Linked DNA regions of Macaca fascicularis: region 1 is linked to region 2. The links are chromatin contacts, called in public Hi-C maps. All regions are on one chromosome and are shown on one strand. Each heading gives the region's core, a stretch centred on a gene start, on an enhancer-like site or on the middle of the called end of the contact. The rest is flanking DNA. Distances are from core to core; before and after follow the strand shown.

Region 1 (4,612 bases), core at 1,096-3,595, 94 kb after region 2:
TTTCTTCCTTGATATAAGTTGCCTGGGTCCCTCAGGAAAGCCATCAAATTCTATGTGAATGCAATCACTCAGGTCGGCTAAAGGCAGTTGAGTGTAACAGGAAGGTCTTCCTCATTGTGAAAGACAGCTGAAGACCGCAACAGAGTCCTTTCCATCTCTGATCAGAGAGACTGGCAGAGTTTATTGTCCCACAGCACAGGTTTAACACATGACCTCTGGAATCAGATCCATGGGTTCAAACTTCTCCCCTATTAGCTGGGTGTCCTTGGGCAAGTTAATTAGCCTCTCTAACCTCAGTTTTTTAATCTGTAAATTGGGGAGTGAATAGTCCCTTCTAAGTAGTATTCAGCGGAATGGCGCTTGCAAGTGCTTCCTTATCAGTTCCTAAAGTGTAAGCTTCTACATCGGAAACGGGATGTGACTTCATGTTTGGAAGACTCACTATGTTTTAAATTTTGCTGGGGCTCAGAAAATGATAAGTCAAAGTATAATGCCTTGGCATGCTGAGTACTGTGAACTAAAGGAGATTGGAAGGCCTTAGAAGCAGTCTCAGAAGCAAAATCTCTCTCTGAACTTCTCTTGCCCTATTTCCCACCCCTTCTTCTCCCTGAATTCATAGAAACCAGAATTCCTCTTCCCTATGGCAGGTCCTAACAGTTAGAACCCCTTTCCCCCAAAGCAAGCCATAAAATCTAGACCTGTTACTCTGAGTTCCCCCTGCCTATCTGTGTAGGCACTGATCCTGAAGAGATTCTCTGACCTACCTCTGACTGTGAGTTACAGACCTGTGTTCCAGACAGCCCCTGTCCCACACCCAGGAGGAAGGAATGCTGCTCAGAGAGGCCAAGAAGAATCTGAACAGACAGGCCTTGCTGGGTTTTCCTCCTCAGTCTATTACCATTAGATCGTATCCTTTTGTCTATTTTTATGCTTAGGTTCAACGAAGAAGGGACAGCATGTATTTCTACCTAAGCAGAAAAATAGACAGTTTTCCCTGGGTCACTGGCTTTTCATTTCTGAAGGCTCCTGTGTCCCATAAAACTTTGATTTGGTAAATTTGTTATGCTTGTTAATCAGTCTTTTGTTATAGCAGTGACCCTTATGATGGGTGAGGAAAGGTATCTCACATCTTTTCTCCCCCACCCCCCCACAATAGGGACTTATTGAACTGCACCACACCGAGTCCCAGGCCCAGGAGACTGGGCTCATAAAGTCCCACCGAGTTCCTAGGTACCAGCCTTCTGGTAGAGCAACTTTCTTTTTAGTGTGGCTCTATTCCTTCTTTACATATGCCTTCAGCTTCTTCTTTCCCCTCTTTTAGGTCTACTCTGCCTCCAGCCTGTGTTTTAATCACATAAAAAATGCTATTAAAAATGTAGAATCAAGAGCTGGACAGAGTGGCTCAAATCTGTAATCCCACCACGTTCGGAGGCTGAGGTGGGCAGATGGCTTGAGCCCAGGAGTTCGAGACCAGCCTGGGCAACATAGTGAAACCCCGTCTCAAAAAAAAAAAGAAAAAAAAAAAAAGATTAACCGGGTGGGCATGGTGGCACGACGCCTGTAGTCCCAACTACTAGGGAGGCTGAGATGGGAGGATCACTTGAACCTGGGAGGTCAAGGCTGCAGTGAGCCATGATCACGCCACTGCACTCCAGCCTGGGTGACAGAGCAAGACCCTGCTTCAAAAAGAAAAAGTTTAGAATCAAATTTTAAATTGTAAACTCTGATTGAGGTTGTTGCCTTCCAACTATGCTTGTTCATCTAGAAAGAGAAGTCAGCATTTCTTGAAGTCTGGCCGCAGTATGGGGTCCCTGAGAGAAAGCCTCTAAAAATATCAGGGGGAGGGAGGGAGAGGTATGCGATTGAAAGTTAGGGAGGTGGTTCCAGAGAAGAGGGCAAGCCCTCAGGTTGGGCCGCCAGAGGCTCCGAGGAGAAGAAAGAAAAGGAAGCCAGGCCTGCTATCCTGATGGAGCCCGCTCCTCCCACCGCGGGGAGATCCGCCCTCAGCGCTGTGGTGGCCGGAAGTGCTGGGCTCGGCCGGGTGGGGGCGAGGGGCTGCCTGGGATCTCAGTCTCCGGGTTGGGCTGGGATATTTATAGCACCTGGGTTTCTGGGTCTGCCTCCACCTGGATTTATTTATGCGGCCTGTGGCTGTGGCGCGTGTGGGGAATGAAGGGGGGCGGATCTCGCTGCAAGGGTCTAGTTCTTGGCCTTGTGACTGTAGCTGGAATGGAAACGACAAATCACAACCAGGAGCTGTCTGGGGGAACACAGGCAGAGCAGCATTTGGTGCTGCGCCTGCAAAGCCGCCGGTGGTTGGGCCTGGTGAAACTCGGGGCTTTCCAGATCCACGCGGTGTCGCCTTTGCGGCCGCCGTGGGCGTGGGTGAGGCAGGTGTGGGCTACGGGGAAGCGATCCCCCCCACGCAAGTCACTCCGGGCTCCAGCTCTCACGCCTTCCTCCGCAACTCCTGGGAAGAATTAAAGACGGAAAAATGTTCCCTCTCCGGAGGGATCTGTACTTGGAAAGAGAACTCGGAGAGCACGTGGTGGCCGGCCCCATCTGCAGACCCAAAACTAGAGAGTCCACGTTTGCGAACCCATCTGCACTTTCGACTTCCCCTGATCACTACGTGTCTGGCTGCTCTCAGACTGCAATGACATCATTTAAAAAAAATGTAAATAACTGTCCTTTGGGCCTTTCAAGAACCTAGTGATTGAGGAGAGGGCAACGCTGAACGCTGAATCTCGAGGAAGGCTGTGTCGTGGGACCCTCAGGCATTGTTTAATCTGTGCAGGGCGCAGTCTTGGGCAGGCCCCAGCCCTCTCCTCTGCCCACTCACAAAGCCTAGTCTGCTTGCTCCGCCGGCAAATGGGCTGGAGGAGAGGAGAGGGGCAGGGTGGGCGCTAAGATGCTGTGAGGAAAGCCAGAACCCTCGTGGTACCTAGGGAAATGAAAATCGCGTTGACAGTAGTCCAACGCTTTGCTTTTCTCATTCACCCCTTGGATAGCACGAGACAGGCACTCCTGCCAACGTCCCCATTTCACAGATGGAGAAACTGAGGCTTAGGCAAAGCAATTTGCCCCAGGGTGACGGAGCATGCGTCAACTTCAGTTTCCAGCTCGGACGCGAGGGGCCGTCGGGGGCGTTCCGGGGAGGGGGTGCCTGGGCCGGGCGCGGGCACGCGGGGCTAGGAAAAGTTCTGGCAGCGGCGCGGGGTGTAGCAGGCGTCCGGCGGGGCCGCACGGGCCTGGTGCTGCTGGAAAGGCCGGTCTGGTAGCCCGGGACGAGGGGGAGGCCTGCCCGGAATCCCGAGCAGCACGGCAGGGCCGGGGCAGCTGCCAGGCGCGGCTGGGGACCCGCTCGCGCTGCGGTCGGTCGGCGGCGGGCAGGCCACATACCGCGCGGCGTGGAGGAAATGGCTGGGATTCCTCCTGCGGCGCCGCGCGGGCCTCGGGGCGGGCGGGGCTCCCCCAGTGTGTCGGGGCGGGGGCGGGGCGCGGCGGAGGGTGAGCCGGGATCCGGGCGCTGGCGGGGGCGCCCCGACCTGGGTCCTCCTACCCGGAGCGCTCCCGCCACTTTGCCGGCATCTGGGCCTCCGGAGCCCCGTGAACCCTCAAGAAGGGGAGCACGTGAAGGGGCGCAGGTTCGACTCCTGCAGAGACTCCCCGGCCCTGCCCAGCCTCCTGCCCGTTTAGCGTCTCTGCCTCAGGCCTGAGGGGCCTGAGTCACCCACCCGAAGAGCGAGGCCTGCAGCCCCTGCTGATCCGAATCAGGTCTTGCCTTCTGGGATGGCGCACGACACGCGTGGGGCCCAGCGAAGAGGATGCTGAGGACCTGGGCGCTGCTCCGGGCAGTGAGGCCTCCGCAGGTCCCAGTTTCAGTCTTGGAAAGTCCGGGCCGCTGAAGTCCTCAGTGTTCTAGGCGCAGCCTCAGGCCTTTCTACTGCAGGCATGGTGGGCCAGGCGGAGTTGGCTTCTAGGGGATGAGGCTTGCCGTGACAGAGAGGCCGGCCCCTCGTGAGATTGTTGCCTCGAGTGTGGTGGGTGAGGGTTAGAGGCAGAGCTAGGAGGATGGCACCTGAGGTCAGTCGTGACCTGCAACCGAGTGAGGAGGCCGCTTTACACTGTACTGGGGCGTGGAGGCATGAGAAGATGGAAAACCTGGGGGTTGGGTTAGCTTGAGAAAACTCCCAGCTTCCTCTGGACACAAGCAAAAACATGATTTGGCTGGGGAATTGGAAGCGGGGAAAGTGAATGGAGGGCCTTAGATTGGGTCCCCTGTAACATCTGCTGGGAGGGTGGCCCCTGGCACTTGAAACAGGGACTGACTGATGGGTCCATGATCTCTTTCCTCCCTCAGTCTGCACTAGGATGTCAGATCCAGTCAAGAGTGGCATTTGAGAGGCATTACCTTCTGCCTTGCACCCCTAAACCCTTCCCGCTGCGGTCTGCTGCACTCACTGCCCTCCTGCCCTTCTCTGGTTTCCAACTCCAATGGCGTCTATTCTCCATGAATTATTCCTTGACCCCTACAACTTCGCCCTCCATCTGCTTCCACAGCCACATGATTGCGCTTTTCACACTGTATCGTGAATATTTGCTTGTCAAC
Region 2 (4,479 bases), core at 1,500-3,999:
AAATAAACTTCTCTAGATCCTTTACAGAACCTCAATCTACCTTTTTGCTTTCCCACACGACACCAATTCCATTCCAGCTGAGTCAAAATGGCAACTATTCTTTCTTATACCTCTCACACAGAAAACAGATAACAGCATTGTCCTGTCTTCTTTCTATTGCAGCACACATATGATTACTCCAAAAGTCTCCTGAGAAACGTTCCTCCTTTACTTATAACTAGGATCTAACAACTAACCTAATTATTCATCATTATCGTCAATCAACTTCTCAGTCACTCTCCAAATTACACATAAGTTTTGATCTTACTATCTAATTTACCTTTCCAGCCACTATTAGCCTAGGCAAATTGCAGATCCATGTGAACATCCTAGCTGCTCTCCTGGAGTGAAGAGATAGCCACTACCCAACTGAATAATCCACCTCTATAACCACTCACTTAATCATCCACAACAATTACGCCTCTGAAATCTTAAGACTCACTATCTTGGCCCATAACCCCAGCCCCTTATCCTTTGTCTCTTTCACTCCTATTCCCCATCACACTTCACCCTTTAGCTTCATGGAAACTTTTGGTGTTAATGTTCTTCCACTTTCTCCCCACCTATCAGCCTTGTCTTGGCTTCAACGTGTTCACTCTCCAGCCTAAACCCCCAAGATACATAACTTCAACCACTCTCACTGCAATACTTCCAACTTTTGGCCCCTGGGTCTTCCCACACCACTCTCCTTTGTCAAGTCCTGCCTCCACCAATACCAGAACATTTTGACTGCCCAGCTTTTCTGTTTCTACACAGTAGCTGCTGGGTACTGTAGAGAGAAACAGAGGGAAGGAATGAGAATATATACACACAACGGGGACCACCACAAAAACCCTTGCTCATCAAACCATCTTGGTCCCTCTACATTTTCCAAGTGATCTCCAGCTCCCATTGCCCCAGTAACTATTCCAAATCCTCACAACTCTCTTCCAGTTTTCGATTCCCCACCTCCACCTCATACTTCTCAGAATTTGTCCTCACTTCCTCTTTCAAAGAGAAAATAGCAGACTTCAGGTAGAAATCTTCCTCCCCAAAGTAGCATCCTTACCATCTTTTCCTTTTAAAATTTTTCTTCTTTTTTTGTAGAGATGGAGGTCTCACTATATTGCCCAGGCTGGTCTTGAACTCCTGGTCTCAAGCAATCCTCCTACCTTGGCCTCCCAAAGTGCTGGGATTACATGTGTGAGCCACCACACCCAGCCCTTCCCAACTCATTAAAACAGTTGCCTCTTGAGTTAAATAACAAGCCTTCCCCCAGCGCTTTAGAGCGTCTCCCCTATTACTATCTTTAGAGACCTTACGTCAATCATACATGCCCATTCTCTCTCACATCTGACCTATCCACTGGTCATTTTCCCTCAGGATATTCACATCTCTATTAACCAAAGGAAAGAAAAAGATCAATTTTAAGTCAGACTCCCTCTGTCTCCCTTAAGAAGTTCTGGTAGGAGCAAGCTACAGGTGTTTGGACATTCTCATTTTCCATTCACTACCTAACTTGTAGCAAACTGGTCACCACAATTCCACTAAAGTCACTGATAAGCAACCCTATGAACTAGGTGCTTGTATTAGTCCCACTTTACAAATGAGGCACACAGAAAGATTAAATAACTTGCCCAAGGATACAAACTAGTTATTGCAGGTGCCAGGATGTACACGTAGGCACTGTGACTCTGGAGCCCAGATTCTTAACCACTACCCTATGCTTCAAATTACAAACACATATATTATGCTTCTAATTCTATTTTATAAATCCTGGCTAAAGGAGTACACAAGGTGTGAGGTGGAGCACATCTGGAGTTATTTCCAAAACTGTAATCTTTGTCAATAGCTAATGACACACTGACTGGCTTAACTGACAATTATTCACTATTTTGCTACACGTTTACTGGTTTCTTCTGAAGTGCCAATAAATGATCACTCTCAAATTTTTGCTTTTTAAGATAAAATATTCACTACTAATATATATTTCACAGATATTTAAAATTACTCATTTACCGAATAGATTTACAATTTACGTTGAGTTTACACCACTTTGTTTTTTTTCTGAAGACTACTGTTTTGGATTTACTGATATTTTCATTTAAAAAAATTCTAGTATTTAAGTAGATGTCTTAAATATACCTTTGCAAACAGAACTCTTATCACCTCCTGCCAATAGACGACTTGTGATTTTTATTGCCTCTATCTATCTTTTTGGGGGGTTCTTTTTCTTTACCAACATCAATTTTTCTATTAACAAGTTTAAAAGATGGCTGGGAGCATTGTGGCTCACACGTTAAACCCAGTAAATTTTGGGAGGCTGAGGCAAGCGGATTACTTGAGCCCACATAGTTGGAGACCAGCCTGGGCATATGGCAAAACCCCATCTCTACAAAAAAACACAAAAATTAGCCAGGAGTGGTGGTGCATGCCTGTGGTGCCAGCTACTCGGGAATCTGAGGTGGGAGTATCACCTGATCCTGGGAGGTCAAGGTTGCAGTAAGCAGTGATCTCACCACTGCACTCCAGCCTGGGTGACAGAGTGTGACCCTGTCTCAAAAAATAAAGACACAATTTACTTCCTTAAACCAACATATTCTTTGATTCCTAGCGTGGCTTTTCATTTTTGCAAGGCTCTTCTACTGTATTTACTCTATGGGCCTACAAAAACACTGAACGTAAGTGAAGTTTACTTTTTCAAAGTAGGGGGCACTCTTACACTAATCTCCTGTTATAAAGAATAAGACTTCCCTTTTCTTTCCACAGTAGAGGGCAGGGTGGAGGCAGGATGGTTACTGTATTAGGTATTACAGAAAACTCTCCCAGTCTCTCTTCCACAAACTCAAGCCACAAACTCCTGCAGGGGTAGAGAGGGAAGGGAAGTTACTAATTTGGTGGGTTAGATTTAGCTTTCCTTGGACCTTATTTTTAACAAGAAGGAAATTAGGTTACTGCACAGAAAACAAGGCCATCTTTCCCTTTCTCACTCCAGCTCTTTGTTAGGCTGATAACTAGGTACATAAAGTAAGCCTCTAATCTTCTCGCCAGCTGCCAGATTAAGTGTAGTCAGAGTAGGCATGGCAGACTGAACTCTCCCCATAGTCTCACAGTCTAGATTTGTTGGTGATTGCAGCAGACTCTCAATTTATCCTTAGATCCATGTTATGGTCTCAAATTCTGCTGTTATCAGATAGTCTAAATTTTAGAAACAGATCAGACCACTGGCCTTATGCTGTGTCCATTATTTATCTCTTAGAACCTGGAGAGAGAAGGGCTAAATGACTGGCACTCCTAACCTCAATATATACTATAAGCAAGTGTCAACAGATGGTGATCACCATTAAGCACATATTAAATGCTAATACTCTTTTATATATCCTTTTAATCTGATCTTGCAAGGTAAATATTTTTATCCAAATACATTAATAAATGAATGTATTAATTCACTCATTAATGACTGAATGAATGCTAAGGTTCAGAGAAGTATTTGCACAAGCTTCCAAAGCTAGTAAATTTTACAAACAAGGTTCAATCTCAAATATCTCTGATTCCAAAATTCTTAGTTAATGACCATACTCAATTTGATGAGAATAAAATACTACATCTAAGTTTGGTTAGTGTATGACCAATATTTAAGCAATCATCAAAGATATATTTGTCTGCCATGAAAAAGGAATAACTGATCCTCTAACAGTTGGTTAATGAAATACTAGGTTCTACAGGGAATTCAGTTATTGAAAAATAATTAACTTTAATAACACTTGCTGCAATAAAGATTGGAGAAAAAAATCTCCAATAACCTGATGCTCCATTTCCATCCAGGCTTCCTGTAGTAAATATGTAATGCTGCAATAAAGCTCCTTGAAAAATGAGTCATCGTGAACCAAATATAATCAACAAGATAATGATTAACCAAAAGCTGGCACAAATCCTAACAGAGTAATATAATTCAAATTCAGCCTCTTAAAAGATAACTCATGTTTAATGCTGGTATCTCAGAAATGTAAGCCAATAATTGGGTTTATGGAATGGTCTATATATTGGCACAAGCATATGCAAACGTACATTTTAAATTTTCCTATGTCTTGAATTTTTACACTTAGCATCGTTTACCCACAAAACCCAACAAATGGACTTCACAGTGTCAGATCTACATTTCCCACTCTATACAAAACTCTGAAAAACTATTTCCTAATGTTTACTAAAATCAATGTATTATTGCTTATTTTAGTATGGCATAAAAACTGAGTATGATACATTAAACATCATAATACTATGAATACTGTATCCTTAAAATGTAGTAATATAATCTCTTTCACTCCTTTCACTCAAAATTAAATTAGTTAATAGTCATGTAAGGCATATGCTCTAATGTTTTACCTGGTAGCATAATGAAGTTATCATATACCCTCTTACTTGCAATGAAACCAATCTAACAAATGACTAAAGCAAGTTAGG

What was found. A called contact is a pair of places that touch in the nucleus more often than the background predicts.
Region 1: a contact with region 2 is called in a Hi-C map of liver, with 4 times the contacts expected there. The contact joins two enhancer-like sites. A contact is called at or near these places in 2 of 2 Hi-C or Micro-C datasets (liver and skeletal muscle).

Annotation. Positions count from the first base shown.
Region 1 is chr13:79,962,701-79,967,312 of T2T-MFA8v1.1, forward strand. No RefSeq gene overlaps it. Among named protein-coding and RNA genes, the nearest start is that of PKDCC, 57 kb to the right of the region's middle. Within about 2 kb of position 2,346, at least 4 of the 6 cell types and tissues checked have an H3K27ac peak or open chromatin away from gene starts, as enhancers often do. A contact at or near this core is called in liver, where this site is marked.
Region 2 is chr13:79,868,037-79,872,515 of T2T-MFA8v1.1, forward strand. All of the region lies in intron 1 of EML4 (EMAP like 4), which reads right to left. Among named protein-coding and RNA genes, the nearest start is that of EML4, 29 kb to the right of the region's middle. Within about 2 kb of position 2,750, at least 1 of the 6 cell types and tissues checked has an H3K27ac peak or open chromatin away from gene starts, as enhancers often do. A contact at or near this core is called in liver, where this site is marked.